Linked DNA regions of Sus scrofa: region 1 is linked to region 2. Evidence: chromatin contacts called from public promoter capture Hi-C data. All regions are on one chromosome and are shown on one strand. Each heading gives the region's core, a stretch centred on a gene start, on an enhancer-like site or on the middle of the called end of the contact. The rest is flanking DNA. Distances are from core to core; before and after follow the strand shown.

The links. Promoter capture Hi-C pulls out the DNA fragments that hold promoters and counts their contacts.
Region 1: a promoter capture Hi-C map of liver shows a contact between it and region 2, with 4 times the contacts expected there. The contact joins the promoter of NPC1 here to the enhancer-like site in region 2. A contact is called at or near these places in 2 of 5 promoter capture datasets (fetal liver and liver), 29 of 47 Hi-C or Micro-C datasets (adipose tissue, alveolar macrophages, blood and 12 more) and 2 of 2 datasets of contacts at active chromatin or transcription factors (alveolar macrophages and skeletal muscle).

The regions. Positions count from the first base shown.
Region 1 is chr6:108,448,278-108,454,023 of Sscrofa11.1, forward strand. NPC1 (NPC intracellular cholesterol transporter 1) reads right to left here and starts at 2,209. Exons shown (of 26, transcript NM_214322.1): 1 at 2,065-2,209. The coding sequence starts at 2,121.
Region 2 is chr6:108,391,566-108,397,629 of Sscrofa11.1, forward strand. It overlaps C6H18orf8, which reads left to right. Exons shown (of 18, transcript XM_021096181.1): 10 at 809-920; 11 at 4,794-4,838; 12 at 5,058-5,111; 13 at 5,699-5,827. Among named protein-coding and RNA genes, the nearest start is that of C6H18orf8, 18 kb to the left of the region's middle. Within about 2 kb of position 4,751, at least 1 of the 83 cell types and tissues checked has an H3K27ac peak or open chromatin away from gene starts, as enhancers often do. A contact at or near this core is called in liver, where this site is marked.

The sequences.
Region 1 (5,746 bases), core at 959-3,458, 54 kb after region 2:
CATATTATTTGGATAAGCATGAGGTCTGAAAATCATGCAGTGTAGCAATGTTATTTCATCATCTATAAAAATTAAAAATTAAGGAGAGCAGGAGTTCCTGCTGTGGCTCAGCGGTTCACGAACCGGACTAGGATCCATGAGGTTTCAGGCTCAATCCCTGGCCTCACTCAGTGGGTTGGGGATCCAGCGTTGCTGTGAGCTGTGGTGTAGGTTGCGGTTGTGGTTCCGATCCTGCATTGCTGTGGCTGTGGTGTAGGCCGGCAGCTGCAGCTGCGATTGGACCCTTAGCCTGGGAACCTCCATATGCCGAGAATTCGGCCCTAAAAAGCCAAAAAAAAAAAAAAATTAAGGAGGGCAAAAATCCCCCCAAAATATATTTCAGACCTTATGGAGGACAGTTAGTCTGGAATTCTGCAACAGAACTTTATTAGAGCTCACACTGAACCCAGACGAGCTGCTGTCATCAGTGAGAATTCTAAAAGCAGGGAGTCCTACCACCAGCCCTGCTCTCTGTTTGGGTGTACTGAAAGCCTGTGTAGACAAGAGGGAGTTAATCCTAAAATAACAAAAGCATTTCCAGTTCATATTTACAAACCCTCTCAAGGAGTTTTGCAAGAAACTTATGATCAACTTCTGACCTGTCTCAAAAGTCCTAGGAGAAGAGGCCCTCACTGGCCATCAGCCTTGGCCACTACCTTGAGGTAAAAGGATTTCCGAGATAAAAGCTACTTAGCAATGCAAAGCCTGCCTATTAGACCCTGACCTAAAACTCAAGGGAAACTGAATCACTCTATTTTCAAAGCAACTAACTGCTACTATTTCCTGAGTTTTTACTACAGTGATGAGGTCTCTCCACATATCACATTACTAGTCATGTGAGGTATTATTTATCTTCGGAAAACATTAGACTTGAAAGAATAAAGTGTGCAAAGCCCAAGAGCCAGCAGGTGGTCTACCAGCTGACCCCATTCCAAACCACCTGCCTGAAACTTGCTTTCCTCCGCCTCCCATCACATCCAGGCACCAGAAGGGTGAGCCCCCCACCGCAGGCACAGCCAGGAGGCCTCTCCTGGGTCAGCACCACCTGTCTCCTTCTGAGAAGGATGCAGAAGTCCAAGGAGAGGTTTTTCTAGTACAGGAAACCCCTTCGTTTGCTTTCCCCTATGACTCACTAACCCCTCATCACTGACACACCCATGAGTGGGCACCAGGGCAGGGGATTCCAGAGGCTCATTCCTTCATCTGGATCTGGTTTAATCAGCACTACATCCTTAGACATTCCCCCTGACTTCCACAGTTTTAAAAGAGAACACTCTAGACACAAACAGCAGCAAGGGCTGAGGCCCAAGGCTATTAAACCAAAGGAAAGCCGACCCAGGGAGTCAGGACTCGGAGCTCCAGGCCCCATTCTCTCCAGAGCTAGTAATGTGACAAGACGAAATTCAATGGCCACTACACCTGTGAGCCTGTTTCTCAAGACGTAAAGGGAGCGGATAAGAAGTCACTTGCGCTCTTTAGAAGATCACACTGACATACATAAAGTACTTAGGTCTGCTCCAATTTGGTGCCTAAATGGATAGTTTCCTTTACCTCCTCTCCCACCCTCAGCTTTAGGGAAGGAGAAAAAGAAACATAAAGTGGTCAGATCTTCTAAATAAATTTATAAAGAATTCGTGTGCATGTGGCAGAATTAAGAGGAGGAAAAAGGCAGACTAAATAAGAACCCTACCCTCTCTACCCACTTTCCTCCTTCCCTCTGATTCCACATCCTAAACCCATAAATTAGGTGACCACAGGTGGAATGGGTTCAAGACAGGTCAAACAGGCAGCTTTCAGTAGCCATCTTCCAGACCACAGGGAAATGTGCGTGGACAGAAGGCACGGGAGAGGTGGGCGGGGGGCATCTCCAGGAGCTCCACCGCTAGACCAACTTCTTCAGCCGCCCAGCGGCTGGTCCCCTCTGGGACCGGAGGCGTCTAAGCCGCAGCACAGCCCGCCACCCTCCCCGATTCGCGGCCCCACTACATCCCCCAGAGCCCGCCCAGGTCGCGGACATCCGCTCACCTGCACAGGGCAGAGCAGCAGCAGGAGGAGGCCGAAGGCCGGGCCGCGCGCGCTCATGCTGCCGCGACGCCGGGCGGCGGACGTCCGAGGTTCAGCTGGCAGTCCGGTTCAGCGTCCCGAGACGTCTCAGGCTGCCGCGCCGGCTGAGGGAGGGAACAGACACCAGAGCCGGCTGGCTGCGCGCGCAGGTCAGGAAGGAAGGCGTCGTCGGCCCCTCCCACTTCTGGGTGGAGCCACTGCCGGGACGCCCTGGACTCGTCTTGGGCGGGACAGGGGCGGGGCTAAGCGGGACCCGACCTCGTGAGGCCACGGCACCCTCCCAAGTGCCGGCTCTGCGCTTCTCCGCCCTGCTGCGCCTGGGGGCACGTCAAGGGGTTGGGGACGCCCCGACTTGAGCCGCTGAACCTTTGGAATCCGGCCTGAAAAGGATATTTCTGAGTTGTCCCATCGATGTGTGGGTTTGATGCTTCAACTCATTTCTCCCCTTTTTGTCTTTCCTGGATTGGAGACTGTGGACGAGAAGGTTTTAGTAAATGGGAATGCTTGGGGACCGTTTTCTCAATGGAGACCCCACTTCTCAGAGGAATATGTGTTTACTTCGTCCCCAGTTAGCACCCGGAGCAAGCTTTTCTTCCAAACCCAGTCACCCAAAAGGAAACCCGTGTCTGGACACTTCTAGCAAAGCTGGGGGCGGTGCCACGTAGTGGCCTGACAGTGTTGTGATCTGACAGTTCGATGGGCGGAGCGTGGCAGTGGGCGATGCCTCTGAGCTACCCAATCTCTGTTTTCTATCTGCTCAGCCCATTTTGTAAAAGCGCTAGAACTGCACCATCTGCTGGGGGAACCGAGCGTGACAGAGAACCGGCGGCCGGAACAAGAGCCCCCTCCACCCCCAAATCACCCCTGGTGGGTGGGACTAGAGTCCTTTAGGTTCTAGGTGAACTATCACGAAAGTAAAAAAAAAGAAGCATCTTGGGTTTTGAGTCTTACACTTGGTTGAGATAATCTTTTTTGGTTTTAATACCTATTATTATTATATTCATTTCTGGTAACATTTCTCCTCAGGTTTCAATTATTAAGAGCACTCAAAAGCATAAGTCATTTCGATTTTGTAGTTAAGGAAATGGAGGAAAGAATTTCTTCTTCCCACAGTAGAAGCCAATTTACAATGAAAAGGTTGACTATCCATCTGTAGCAATGATCAACTCCAATTGAGTTAGGACCACGATACAGCTGATGTTCTCATTCCTACTCTACAAAGTGGCTGATTCAGTCACTGACTTGCCTCCCGACCGCCTCTGCCTGCTCTGAAAAGTCCACGTAACTGGCTGGGTATTGAAACTATAGGAATCTCCTCTGGACCATCAGCCCTAGATCTTCCATGATGACCTCCTAGCCTCATGCACTGCTTGCTCTCAGGCTCTTAGTGCTCGCCCTGATGATCAAGTATCAGGCTTCCTGCAGAGGTACTGAAAATATTGTTACTGAGGAGTTCCCTTGTGACTCAGCAGGTTAAGGATCCGGCATTGTCACTGCATGGGCTAGGGTCCCTTCTGTGGCATGGTTTCCATTCCTGGCCCCAGGGGCCGCCAAAAAAAAATGCTATTACTGAACCATTGGCAGCAGCACCACCTGGGGATCTGTTAGAAATTCAAGTTATGGGCTCCACCCTGGATGCTCTGAATCAGAAACTCTAGGAAGTGAAGCCAGTTCTTTGTGGTTTAACCAGCCCTCCTGAGTGAAGGAAACTTCAAAGCACCGTATGAGATATTTCTGGGATGGGCAGAAATTTTGATACTGGACAAATTATGTCCACTATTCTCCAAAATAATAACAAAAAGATTTTTTAGACATATTTTTTTTTCTGCTTTTGTTTTTTGTACAGCTTCAACAGTACCCAAAAGCCTAGCATATATTTGAAAAATAAATGATCATATATTTAAAAGATTTTTTTGTTGTTGATAAAGTAATCCATGCTTACAAATTACTTTGAATAGTAATAGAAACTTTGAAAAATACACAAAAGTTTACAATTTACAAGAAAATATCATTTATGATCCTCCATTATGGATAATCATAGTGGTGCATTTTCTCCCTCTCTGAAAATTGTTTTAAGGTGTGTAAAGGAAAAAAAGTTGCTCATAATCTACTTCTACAAGGATTAAGCCATTAGCCACTGCAGTTGCTACTGTACGAACCCTGAGGGGAATTCAGGATGGAAAAAAAGACAAAGCTTTCTGTGCATAAGATATACTGGCCACTAGGTAGTTAAGATGCATATCTAAGGAAAATTTCCAAAGACTCCAGATTCTTTCATCTTCCCAAACTTAGAAAAGTAATGCAATCATTAACTTGAGATGCCTGTTCTTTGTGATTAGTGGTAATCTTTTTATGCCTGACAACATATTTTTACCTATTGAAAAAATTTCATATACACCCTGGCTCTTCCATCATTTCTTCAGAAGATTTCCTCATATCTCTCAGAGGCTGCCTCTTGGACTATGGTCCTCAGTGAGTTCCCCAAATAAAACTTGTTTTTACATTGTGCATTTGTATTTCATCTGACATGTTGTTCAGATTCTAAGAGACTTTTAAAGTAATGCTCTATTCCACTTTCACTGTAAACACCATTCAGCAATGATTGCATAAAAATAAAGGACAAAAAACGAAAGGGTCTATGAAATTATGAGATGATGCATCTTTATAAATTTGCAGAAACAGCCTCCAGAAAACTTCTATGCATTTGAAAACACGTATGTGAATATAATTTATGGGCTTTTTAAACAAGAGGGAACATATGGTGGTATACGGTTTGCAGCTTGCTTTTTTACATTTAGCAATATGCTTTTCCACCTCCCTATCTTTACAAGCTTTATGGGATTCCATTGTGAGTAATTGACATTTCTTTCTTTGTTTTTTGCTTTTTAGGGCCGAAATAGTGGCATGTGGAGGTTTCCAGGCTAGGGGTCAAATCTGAGCTACAGCTGCCAGCCTACACCACAGCCACAGCCAAGTGGGATCTGACCTGAGTCTGTGACCTACACCACCTCTCAAGGCAACGCCAGAAACTTAACCCACTGAGTGAGGCCAGGGATCGAACCTGCAACCTCATGGTTCCTAGTGGAATTCGTTTCCACTGCACCACGATGGGAACTCCTATATGACATCTCTGAAGCCAGCAATGTAGGCTTAGTCTCAGAGCAGTGCCCAAGTTAGTGAAGTAGAGTTCCTCAACCAAAAAGTATTTCAAAATAACTCCAGCCTCAAATGCATTTCTACATGTGAAGGGGTTGTCTATCTCCAGTAACATTACATACATTCACCTTTCATTTTCTTATACTTCCTCAATGCCTGAGCTGGTCTGGATTCCACAAAGCTTTGCATCTTTCTGTGCCCTCTGCTTTCTTCCAGATACTGCATGAGAAAATTCTAAAAGCTATTGAACATTTTCCTTAGGGAGAGAGATGAGAACATGGACCCAAAACAATTTTTTTTTAACCTAGCAAATGGAAGGAGAAGGCTAGAAATAATCTGTTAATAGTTTTCAATCCATTGCATATTTTATTTAATCAGTCTCCTGTTGGATGCTTGGTTTGTTACTTTTGTTACCGGAAACAATGTAATGGACATTCCTGCACCTAAATCTTTACTAACATCTACAGATGGAGCTGTTTCAAAAATT
Region 2 (6,064 bases), core at 3,501-6,000:
GGACGAGGCTTGGATCCAGTGTTGCTGTGGCTGTGGGGTTGGTTAGCAGGTATAGCTCCAATTTGACTCCAAGCCTGGGAACTTCCATATGCTCTGGGTGCAGTCCTAAAAACACGTGCGCACGCGCACACACACACACACACACCACACACACACACACAGTGCCAGAAAATAACACATGTGAGGAGATTGGACTTTGAAACAATTGTTTGGTTGAATCATCTAGGCTGGGAATTCCCTGCAGAGCCGTTGTGTTATGTGAGCACGAGCTCTGTGCTTTGGGAATGTAGATGGTGGTGGTTTTGAGGCTGTGTGGCCCAAGAGAAAGAACTAGGGTGGTTCTGCTCTTTCTTTTTGGCTATACTCACAGCATGCGAAAGTTCCAGGCCAGGGATGGAACCTGAACTATAGCAGTGATGTGAGCCATAGCAGTGATAATACCAGGTCCTTAACCCGCTAGGCCACCAGGGAACTCCCTGCTTTTGCTACATCATTAGCTGGGTGTCTGGGGGAAGACAAGCCCCTTCCCTTCTTGCCTCTCAGAGTCTCATGACACTGTAGCATATGAAGACTTTATAACTTAAAGTGAAAAGATCCTCTTATGTCACTGAAGCCCCCCAGGGGAGGCAGGTCCCCCTAGGCAGGAACGTCTGTGTGCCAAGGGAAATGTACAAGGGAGCTGTCACGTTACGCAGAGTCTTCCTTAAATGAGACTCTCTGATCTGAAAGAGCAGCTGTGAGGTCAGGAGGGGCACGGATCCAAGGGGGGCTTGATCGGGCCACACAGCCTTGCCTTTCTCCCCCTCAGACGTCGGTGATATTTGATATCAAGCTGAGGGGGGAGTTTGATGGCACCGTTACCCTCCATCACCCGGTGCTTCCAGCTCGGTCGATTCAGCCCTACCAGATCCCCGCGGCAGGTAAAGGGGAGGCTCGCTGCGGGTGGATGGAGGGGGGAGCAGATACAGGGCTTTCCAGATCTGTTCGCTTTGGTAGGGGGTGAATCTGTGGTTTTTAATATGAAACATCTATTGATTCCAAAGCTAAAATTGTGTTCTGTGAAAAGCGTTTTTATGAGAGGAATGAGTCTTCACTTAGAGAAAATAGAATGATTCTCTTCTCTGAGCCTTAGAATGGAGAATTGCGGTTACCCATTGAAGCTGGATGACTCTTTTAATGGTGGAGAAGCCCTTGACATTTCTGGTTATCTGAGCTCTGTAACCCTGAGGTTAGAGGTGGCTGCTTATGGCTGTTATTTTAACCAGGGATCACTTTCCTTATCTTCTTGACATTCTGTGTCGTAAATGCTGCCTTCTCTCCCGACATAGTAAGTGCTTAAGGCTGTGGTTCTGAGGTTATTCTGAACCGGTCCTCCCACCCAAGGAGGTGGCAGGAGGAAGTCAGAGAGGAGACAAGGTCAAGATTTCAGAAGGAGAGAAAGAAACCATTTGGTTTCTTTTGCTTTATCCCAGGATAATTGATTTCAAAGTAGAACTCAAATAATACTTTTTTTTTTTTTTTTTAAAGGAGATTGGAGTCTAGAGTAAGCTAGTTGAAGTTTCAGTGTGTAGGAATTCCCATGATGGCTCAGCAGAAAGGAATCTGACTAGTATCCCTGAGGATGCGGGTTCAATCCCTGGCCTTGCTCAGTGGGTCCAGGATCCGGTGTTGCTGGGGGCTGTGGTGTAGGTCACAGATGAGGCTTGGATCTGGCATTGCCATGGTTTGGTGTAGGCCGGCAGCTGTAGCTCTGATGCGACCCCTAGCCTGGGAACCTTCATATGCCACAGGTGTGGCCCTAAAAGCCAAAAAAAAAAAAAAAAAAAAAAAAAAGGAAAGTCTGTGTAAACCATAATCAGAAGGTATACCTTTTTTTTTTTTTTTTTTTTTTGCTTTTTAGGGCCAAACCCACGGCATGTGGAAGTTCCCAGGCTAGGGGTCTAATTGGAGCTACAGCTGCTGGCCTACACCACAGCCACAGCAACGCCAGAACCAAGCTGCATCTGTGACCTACACCACAGCTCAAGGCAACGCTGGATCCTTGACCCACTGAGCGAGGCCAGGGATCGAACCTGCAAACTCGTGGTGCCTAGTTGGATTCATTTCTGCTGTGCCACGATGGGAACTCCAGAAGGTATACGTTTGAAATTCTGAGAGAAGTGTTTCCTCCCCTTCCCTCCCGCCACACCTGAGGCATTTGGAGGTTCCCAGGCTAGGGGTTTAATCAGACCTGTAGCTGCCAACCTATATACCACAGCCACAGCAGTGCTGGATCCAAGCCGCGTCTGCAACCTACACCACAGCTCATGGCAATGCCGGATCCTTAACCCACTGAGTGAGGCCAGGGATTGAACCTGCAACCACATGGTTCCAGGTTGAATTCATTTCTGCTGCACCACAATGGGAACTACTTTCTTTTTTAAAGACATCACAACTTAATTTTACATTGTCTTGGGCCACATCTGTGGTATGTGGAAGTTCTCGGCCCAGGGATCGAACCCATGCCCAAGCCACTGCAGTGACAGCCCTGGATCCTTAACCCACTGAGCCACAGGAGAACTCTGGGAGGAGTGTTTTGTTAAGAAGCACACCCATCAGACAGCTTTGGTGGGTCGGCCTTGCCTGCACTCAGGATGTCCCCGTCCCTGTCCATGTCCCAGGGAATAAGCGAATCAGGCCTTGGCTCATAGTTTAGCCTGCCCACCCAGTCTTGTCATCGGATCAGCCAGAAGCTGAGCAGAGTTTGAGAATAAGCTGCAGTTGACCCTCGAACAGTGGGGGCTAATCTGCATATAATTTGTGGTCTGCCCTCTGTATCCAAGCTTCCATGTCCAGGAGGTCAGCCAACCACAGATCGTGTAGTTCTGTGGTTTTTACTACCGAAAGATATTCCTGTATGAGTGGATCTGTGTAGTTCAAACCCACCTTGTTTCAGCCTCAGCTGTAGTTCTCATGTTTGATGAGGTCTCTTGGCTGCCTCTGTTCTTTCTAGCCTCTTCCTTTTCCCACATAGTGATGTTAATATTAAAAGAATAGATTGTGTCAAATGATTGGCTTATGTCTGCCGGCCACTAAGCATGAAGGTAACGGCCGGTGAATTGGGGGAAAAACAGCTCTAAACATTGCAAACTCTCGGCTGTCTTCCAGTTGTTTGGGACCCATTGGAAGGCAGTCAGGTTCTGATTGGCTGGCTGGTCAAAATAAACCCAAAAGTTAATAAGAATTCAAGGGTCATATAACTCTGGGCTTCTAGAGAGTGAGTCGGCAAAGGTTTTGGGGGGTTAATGACTTTTGTTTTTCCTACTGAACTGTGAGCCCCTTGTAGGCTTCTAGCATCTTTGCATCTTGTCCACCTGTGCTGTCACAGGTATGCCATCAGGAAGAGCTTGTTGGGCTCTTTTGAAAGATGAGACCCGCAGCTTTGGAAAGAGCCAGCCACCCTCATTTCTCCTTCTGGTTTTGGTCTCTTCCAACAGTGGCTCTCCATCTGCCTACACATTAGGATCTCCTGGCGGTGGGGGTGGGGGTGGGGGTGGGGGCTTTCAAAACCAAAGCCACCTGAGAGCATAAGTCCACGTGATGGGCAGCCAGGATCAAGGCCCACGTGTAAGATCTTCACTCACAGGTTCCAAATGCAGGTGTTCTTTGCCTTTGCTTGTCTGACCTGGACCTGTCCTCTATTCAGGGGTCTGTTCAAAATTCCCCACCTTTTCTTTTTGGAGTTCCTGGGCCAGGGATCAGATCTGAACCAGAGTTGACTTGAGCCACAGCTGCAGTAACCCTGGATCCTTAACCCACTGTGCCGGGCCGGGGATTGAACCTGTATCCCAGTGCTCCCCAAATGCTGCCGATAATCCCATTGCACCGCAGCGGGAACTCCAAAAAGTCCCTCCTTTTCTAACCAGCAAGTTAAAACCTATCTCCCGGAGTTCTCGTTGTGGTGCAGTGGAAATGAATCTGACTAGGAACCATGAGGTTGCGGGTTCAGTCCCTGGCCTCGCTCAGTGGGTTAAGGACCCGGCATTGCCATGAGCTGTGGTGTAGGTTGCAGATGCGGCTCGGATCCTGCATTGCTGTGGCTGTGACATAGGCTGACAGCTGCAGCTCCAATTGGACCCCTAACCCGGGAACCTCCATTTGCCTTGGGTGAGGCCCTAAAAAGCAAAAAAACCTATCTCCCTAGTGTATCTGGGTACCTGGAACAGAACTAGGGATAGTGGTGTTTAGTTTGCAGGCTGTTTCTCAAGTTCACTAAGCTCCGTCCTCCCCATCCCCCACATGAGCAGTGTCAGTGGTTGTTCTGAGTCCCTGTCACTTGAGGATTTGGGGGTCTGTTTCCCAGATGAGATCTCTGCCTGGACCTACTCTGAGCAGTGGAGAATTGAGCTAATTATTTAGATAATTAAACCACAAGATACCTTTATTTGGAATAGTTTCAGTGAATCATCTTGAGTATGTGATTCTGAATCACCCAGGTAAACTTCTCACTTCTTTAATGCATGTGTGTGAACGAGGGGGAGTCATTTGGTTATTAAGAAAGAAAATGCTGTGAATGGAGCCTTGACTGCTTTCCCCTTTTTGGCAACATGTGTTCATGGGTTGTTCTTGACGCCCCCTTCCTCCTTGTAGGTGTGTTATCAGTGGGATGTGACAGTTCATTTCTTATTTAACTACAGTCGAATGAACGTTTACTGAAGGCTTTAGAGAGACTAGTGTGACATTTCCATCCCAGCGTTGGCAGCGCTTTCTGGCTGCGTCGCCAGCCCTCGAACACGTGTCTTCTCCGTTTGTAGGTCCTGCTCCCGTGACCAGCCAGTCCCCCGTCCCGTGTAAACTTTGTATCCTTTCCAGAGGCATTGGCTGGCGGGGGCAGGGGACCACTGTCAACCCCTGCTTCTGCTGGGGTCTAAGGGTGGTCCCAGCCCCCACCCCCATACCGGGTCAGGGCCAGGCACCGGGATGGGCCTCAGCAAACGGGGCGGGGAGTGTGCGGATCGGAACTGGGTTCGCCTTCTGTTTGCCTCTCTTGCCGGTTTAGAATTTCCTATAACGTGTAGATTCTTCGTCCTGGATTGTATTTCAACCTGACATCATCATCAGCGCCAGCCAAGGTGGGTCAGGGACTCGTCCTCTTAGAAGGCCGTGCACCCTCAAGGGGTGCAGCTTGGGGCCCGCCCCGGGAGGGTGGAGAAGGGGACCCCTCGGATCATTTCCAGGGGCACCTTCAGTTCCCTCATGGAGAATTCCCAGTTGCGAAAGGCACTGCTGGCCTCCCCAGCAGTTTGGGTGTCAGGAAACTCGTGGGCTGGTGGACTGATGAGTTCTGGGGTTCCTTTGGGAGCCTCAGGAGTTCCCTTTTGATGGTGAGCCAGTGCCAGAGCACCTGGGGCTCAGGACCGGAGTCAATGCCCACGTGGACCTTTTCCTCCCTTCAGGGTTAAAGGGGGTCAGGTGTGGGGGAGGCGCGGCTCAAAGCTCGTGGCCCCAGGTTTAGTAGCGCCTCTGTTGAGGACGTGCAGGGTCACGAGTTTGGCTGCCAGGCCTGCTGATGCCAGGCGTGTCCTGACCTCCGCTGCCGCCACCTGCGCTCTGGTTAGTGGGAAGTGGCCAGGACTGTGTTTGTGGCAGTTCCCCCATGAGCCACCTTTGGGGCTTTCCTTCTGGTTCACGTCACACTGTTTGCCACCCCTCGATCCAGGTTACCTCTGGAACCTGCAGGTGAAACTTCAGCCCATAGTGAACCTCTTGCCAGATAAAGGAAGACTCATGGACTTCCTCCTGCAGAGGAGGGACTGCAAGATGGTTATTCTGTCTGTGTGTGCGCAGAGTAAGTGGGTGGGATCTCTCCTGTGCTGCCCACTGGGACATCGGCCACGTTATTATCTTGTCTGCAGCTTCAGTCGTCATTCGAAGGGGGGGTCATTGAACCCCTGGGAAAGGCTCTTAAGTATGAAAACGACTTGTAGAGACCTGGGTGGAAAAGACTAACACAGACCTAAACGTGGGCATGTGTGAGGGTAGAGCCCCCCCCGCCCGCGCTGCCCCCTGCAGCTTGAAAACAGAA